Regions from separate parts of the Mus musculus genome. Here region 1 is linked to region 2. Evidence: chromatin contacts called from public promoter capture Hi-C data. All regions are on one chromosome and are shown on one strand. Each heading gives the region's core, a stretch centred on a gene start, on an enhancer-like site or on the middle of the called end of the contact. The rest is flanking DNA. Distances are from core to core; before and after follow the strand shown.

The links. Promoter capture Hi-C pulls out the DNA fragments that hold promoters and counts their contacts.
Region 1: a promoter capture Hi-C map of the HPC-7 cell line shows a contact between it and region 2, with 6 times the contacts expected there. The contact joins the enhancer-like site here to the promoter of Rhoh in region 2. A contact is called at or near these places in 28 of 39 promoter capture datasets (the 3T3-L1 cell line, 3T3-L1-derived adipocytes, the C10 cell line and 16 more), 3 of 15 datasets of contacts at CTCF or cohesin (embryonic stem cells, large pre-B cells and thymocytes), 53 of 484 Hi-C or Micro-C datasets (the AML12 cell line, B cells, the C10 cell line and 34 more), 26 of 115 datasets of contacts at active chromatin or transcription factors (the 230-238 cell line, CD8 T cells, DN3 thymocytes and 17 more) and 5 of 9 other capture datasets (adipose tissue, embryonic stem cells, liver and 2 more).

Annotation. Positions count from the first base shown.
Region 1 is chr5:65,936,890-65,939,589 of GRCm38.p6, reverse strand. It overlaps a transcript of Chrna9 not described here. Among named protein-coding and RNA genes, the nearest start is that of 4930480C01Rik, 13 kb to the left of the region's middle. Within about 2 kb of position 1,364, at least 37 of the 459 cell types and tissues checked have an H3K27ac peak or open chromatin away from gene starts, as enhancers often do. A contact at or near this core is called in B cells, CD8 T cells, the G1E-ER4 cell line and 11 more, where this site is marked.
Region 2 is chr5:65,862,269-65,864,968 of GRCm38.p6, reverse strand. It overlaps Rhoh (ras homolog family member H), which reads right to left and starts at 1,385. Exons shown (of 3, transcript NM_001081105.2): 1 at 1,088-1,385.

The sequences.
Region 1 (2,700 bases), core at 115-2,614, 75 kb before region 2:
AGTTGTGACAATCCACTGCAATTAAAGTTATAAAATACAGTTTCTTTCTAGGAACAAACAGTTCTTGTCATTCTGTGACAAGGTTTCACTTTACAGCCCCCCTACCTCAGCCACCTAAGTACTGAGATTAGAGGAGTGAGCCACCAAGCCCTGATTACTGAATTGCAGTTTGTATTCACTCTTCTTCCAGCAATGTGAGAGGATACAGAGCCTAAAGATGAAATTAGCATAGCTTTAGGCTAGTGTGGGAGAGATACTTAAATGCATGTACCACGGGATGTGGGCGGTTGATCTGACAAAGAGATGGCTACTATGTATCCAGTGGGCAGGGACCATACAGAATTGATACACTGGACAAAGGAGCAATTCCCCTCCTGGGTGGCAGGCCAGCAGGAGATTTTATTATGCTACTAAGAACAGTGTCAATTTGAAATTTGTGAATTGTTTATCTCTAATTTTTTCATTCAATATGTTTTTCATCTTTTATTCATTATTGAAAAATTTACTTACATATACAACGGATATTGCCCATATCTACCCCCACATAGAAAGGTAGAACGACCCCAGTGATGTACCTGGAGTTACCACCCCTACCTTTGGCTGCCTATATTTGTATGAGCAAAAACTACATTTTTTAAACTTTTTATAAAACCAGTAATTTCAGCTTTTCATTTTCAAGTAAAATAAAATCAATCTCATACCAAAAAAAAAGTAAAACTTTTTTTGAAATTTTCTTCCAGAATTACCACGAAAGAAATAAAAAGATTTCATCCCTAAAAGCTTGATTCCTTCTTAAAGAGGAGGGCCATTGGGCACAGTGGCGCACGCCTTTAATCCCAGCACTCAGGAGGCAAAGGCGGGTGGATCTCTGTGAGTTTGAGGCTAGCCTGCATTTCACTTCCTCTGACTTTTGTTTATTGACATGGTCTCATGGTCTCACTTTAGACAAAGCTTGGCCTAGAACGCATTATGTAGCCAAGTAGCCTTGAGTTTAGCGCAATCCCTCTGCCTCAGTCTCCGAAATGCTGGGGTTATAGGCATGCACTGCTAAGCCAGACTTTACTTGCTTTGTTAAATCATTAAAACAAATGTTTACTCTTTAGAACAAACGCTCTCCAGGAAAGCTCTCTCGCTGGTTCTTTACTCCTGAGCATCTCAGCATTCTCTGCCAGTTTATAAGAACTTAGGGAGAACTGGGGGACCTTTAGGTATGCTGCAGAGAAAGTGACACTTTGAAGGCTGTAGGCCAAGCCTCAGTGGGACCACTGTGGATGGGAAAAGAAGAGGCAAGAGAGGGCCAGGAAGGGTGGTGGCACACAGGTTCTCTCTAACCTCCTCTCAAGATGCAGGAATCACCCATGACCAGCAGAGGGCAGCAGGAGATGACCGTCCAGGGTTCCTCATAGGCACATGACTTCAGGTCTCAGTATAGACTCAGGTCTCCTGGGTTTCTGTGTCCAACGTCATATTGCCCAAGACTTTGTCAAAATGGAGTCACTTCCTGAAAAAAGGAGGCTGGTTCTACTGTTTTTACGTGCTGGTCTTAGACATTCCTTCTCTCGAATCTACTTTTTGTCATAGCTACAACATGTCCAATGTTTTCTTAAAGTTCTCTTGTGCTAATCACTAAGATCTTTGAAATTTTGACTGATATTTTATTATCATTTATATATATATATATATATAGCGGATATGTACTGATAATTGATAATGTTATCGATAATTTAAAATTGATAATGATTTGTATGTGTCATTTACATGTCACTGATATGTAAATATCACTGATATGTGACCATTTATACATGCATAGAACCTCTCAGTAGAAAATCAAATTGCTTCAGCTAGTGAATTACTCTCTTAAATCCTCTTTGGCCCAGTGCAGAAGACAACATCACCATCTCCGTTTTCTAGACAGGAAAATGACATTCAAACAAGTTAGATAGATTTCAGGAGACTTTTCACAAAAGCTGGCATTGCAACTGGTTGACCTGCAGAATTACTTCGACCCAAGACAGGAGGCAGAGGGGAGCCCCCAGCCTTTCAGGTCAGAGGGAAGTGGCTCTGACTCCCACCCCTGCTAGAACAATTCCTCCCCTTCAGCTGAGCTCTCTCTGCTTCTTCCTTTTCTTCCTCTTCTGTCGCTGAAGAAGAATGTCTGTCTCCCTAAACCTGAATGCTCCCGAATGCATTCCTCATGAGTCAAGGCTGCAAATTCCAGGACAGAAATAAAAGCCGGGGGCGGGGGGGACCATCATTGAAATGCCCAGAGGGTCACAATGCACCTGTCGGAAACAACCCAGAGGGAAGCTGGCAATCTGAACTGGAGTGCGTGCTATGTGTCCAAGTGACTTCTCATCTCTAAGAATAATGGTGACAGGTGCCGGGGTAAGAGAAACCCTAAACTCTGCCACTTGCTGGCTGTGTGACCTTGGGTGAGCTGTCTCCACTCTTAACTTCCCCATCTGTGGGAGAACAGCCGTCTTGTCGCAGCAACCCATGTATCATAACAATTAATACAGGATCTATAAGCTAGTGTAAAATGTCCTTTAAAAATTATATGGGGTGGAATGGAGGCATGTGCACATGTCACAGAGGCAGGGCCATCGGATCACCTGGAACTTGAGTCACATTACAGGTGGTTCTGAGTCACCTGGTGTAGGCACTAGAAACAGAACTCATGCCCCATGCAAGAGCAGTCTG
Region 2 (2,700 bases), core at 136-2,635:
TAAACCACTGGGCCAGTCTCTAGGCCAGTCAGTCTCCTCTTTATGGAAAGTCCACATGGCCCTCCAAGTCTACAACAACCTTCCCCTTCTCCATCTGCTAAGCCCCCATCCTTCCTAAGGCTTCCTGCTAAGCCCCCATCCTTTATAAGCATCCTTCCTTCTGAGCACTCCAGCTCACTCCCAGAACCCTTCTCGAAACCCTACAGCTGTTAAAGCTTCTGTGACCCAGCTTCTTCTTCAACTGTTTCCTAACCTGTATCTTTCGCTGTAACTACTAGACTTGAAGGTCCACCGAAGGACGGGTTTCCTTATATTTCTCTTCTCTCATGCACAGCACCATCTTAGATCCGGTCGCTTGAACCCATCTGTCACAACTTTAATTTAGTGAAGCACCTAAAACCGGTGATTTTCCCCCAAGCTTTTGTTGCTGTGGATGTTACAGCCCAGCCAATCTATTGGCAGTGCACAGCATGAAACCTGCTGAGAAACTAAATTTAATCTAGAAATGTACAGAAAGGGGCCATTGGGATTGAGAATAGCTAGATAGGAATTCTGGGATATGGTTTTTATTTCGATTTTTTTTTTCTACATAGCTAGATAACTTTAAAGCTGCTCTCTGTGGATGCTGGAGGGCCCTTAGATTTCCTTCATCAAACACTGCTGCATGAAGTCTAAAGTCCCCACACAAGCAAGCTCTGACACAGCCCCAAGAACATATGGGAATACCTTAGAAACTAAGACTCAGTGGCACATGCCTGTAACTCCTGCACCTGGGAGGTGGAAGCAGAAGGGTCAGGAATTCAAGGCCATCTTTGACTTCACATCAGCCAGCCCAGGCTATCCAAGACCTCATCTCAAAACAAAAACAAAGCAAAATAGAAAGAAAACCAAAGTGTGTCTTGTTAAGACTCTAGAGTTGGGGTAGACGGCCGAACACACCCCCATCTCTGAGTTTAGTCTACACTTTGCAACAAATTAAAAAAGGTCATTACAATGTTCAGCCTAAAGAAGAAGAAAAAAATCTTAACAAAATCACAGAGATTCCTGAGACACCGAAAAAACATTTTTAAAGAGGCAAAAGTCTTACCTGGGGTAGAATGCCAAGTCTCATCACCAAAATGACTGACTCCGGAAGTCTAAGTAGCTCTCCACGCCATGTAAAAGCTAACGTAGCTCAAATCTATTACTGCTGAGAGTCCCTCCTGAGGTCTACCTCTCTCTCTCTCTCTCTTCCCCAAGGCTCCCAATGAGTCACTGTTGGAAAAGCTGCAACACCGGACTGGCAGAGTCCAGCCCAAGGTGGTGGGCCTCAGTGTCGGAGGTGACCGAGGCAGAGGAACACTCCGAAAGTGACAAAAGCGATTAGCAAGTTCCTGTGCCGAAGTGAGTTTCCTGTGGCTGGCTTCTCCACAAAGGGGTTTCGCCTGTGTGGGTTTAGGGGCCTGTGCGCATGTGCGTTTGTTTCCCTCCATGAGCCTGTGAAACCTACCCAAGCAAGAGGCCAAATAGGGCTTTTGCTGCACGGCTGGATTTCTGTTTGATTACCGTTTTATCCTTTCTGGATCGTTTCTCTCTCTCCATTCCCTCCTGTTGAGGGAAGGAAAGGGGGTGAAACTGGGATGATTCTTTCAGGAAATGAAACAAGAGAGGAAAATCGGTTTCACTGTCCTGGCTGGTCTCGGTTAACTTAAGCTTAAGTAAAAGCACTTAACTAAGAACTTAACTTCCGGGCTGAGAATGGAGCCTATGGGTAGCGTACTTGCCTGGCCCTGTGTTTGTGCCCCGTACTGAATAAAAGCCATAGTTCCTGGCACACACCTGTTATCCCAATGTTCAGAAGGATCAGAAGTTCCAGGTTTCCCAGGTATGATGGCACCTGCCTTTAATTCCAGCGCTCAAGAGGCAAAAAGCAGGTGGAGTTCTTTGAGTTCAAGGCCAGCCTGGTCTACATAGAGAATTCTAGAACATCCAGAGCTTCACAGAGAGTCTCTGTAAAAAAAAAAAAAAAAACTCAGCTGTACACGGAGTTCACCACCAGCCCAGCAGGAGACAGTCGGTGGGTTCTCTGGATCACTCTGCCTTATTAATAATGAGTTGTGCTGCCAGTATTAGTAACAATTTAAAAATGAAGGGCATAGCAAAAGTCAAGTAACCGCCACAGAGCAGCACCTGGGCCGGGAGGTACTAGACCCTGTGCTGTTTTCTGACCCCTCTGAGTTTCATTATTTGACTAAAAACACAACTGTACTTGTCCCTCCTCGCTGTGCCAGCCAGGTGTAGAGACCATCTGCCACAATGTAACCCCATGGTCAAACTGCCTAAACCAGCCATTTGACTCTCCTGAAGTATTAACACCCTCCCCCCTCCCCTCCCCCTCCCCTTCCCATGCCCCGCCACCCTAAGTCTTGAATCACTATAAATGCTACTGACCAGGATGGTAACTTGCTCAAAATATCGGAGTGCCAAGTAGGCAAACAGCAGAAAGACCTTAAGGCAGACATGAGATTGGATTAGCCAGGCCTTAGGTACTTTAAATGGGATTAAATGGCACGTCTCTAATCCCAGCACTCTGGAGGCAGAGGCAGGCAAATCTCTGAGTTCTGGTCTACAGAGTGAGTTCCAGGACAGTCAGGGCTACACAGAGAAACCCTGTCAGAGAGAGGGAGAGGGAGAGGGAGAGGGGGAGAGGGGGAGGGGGAG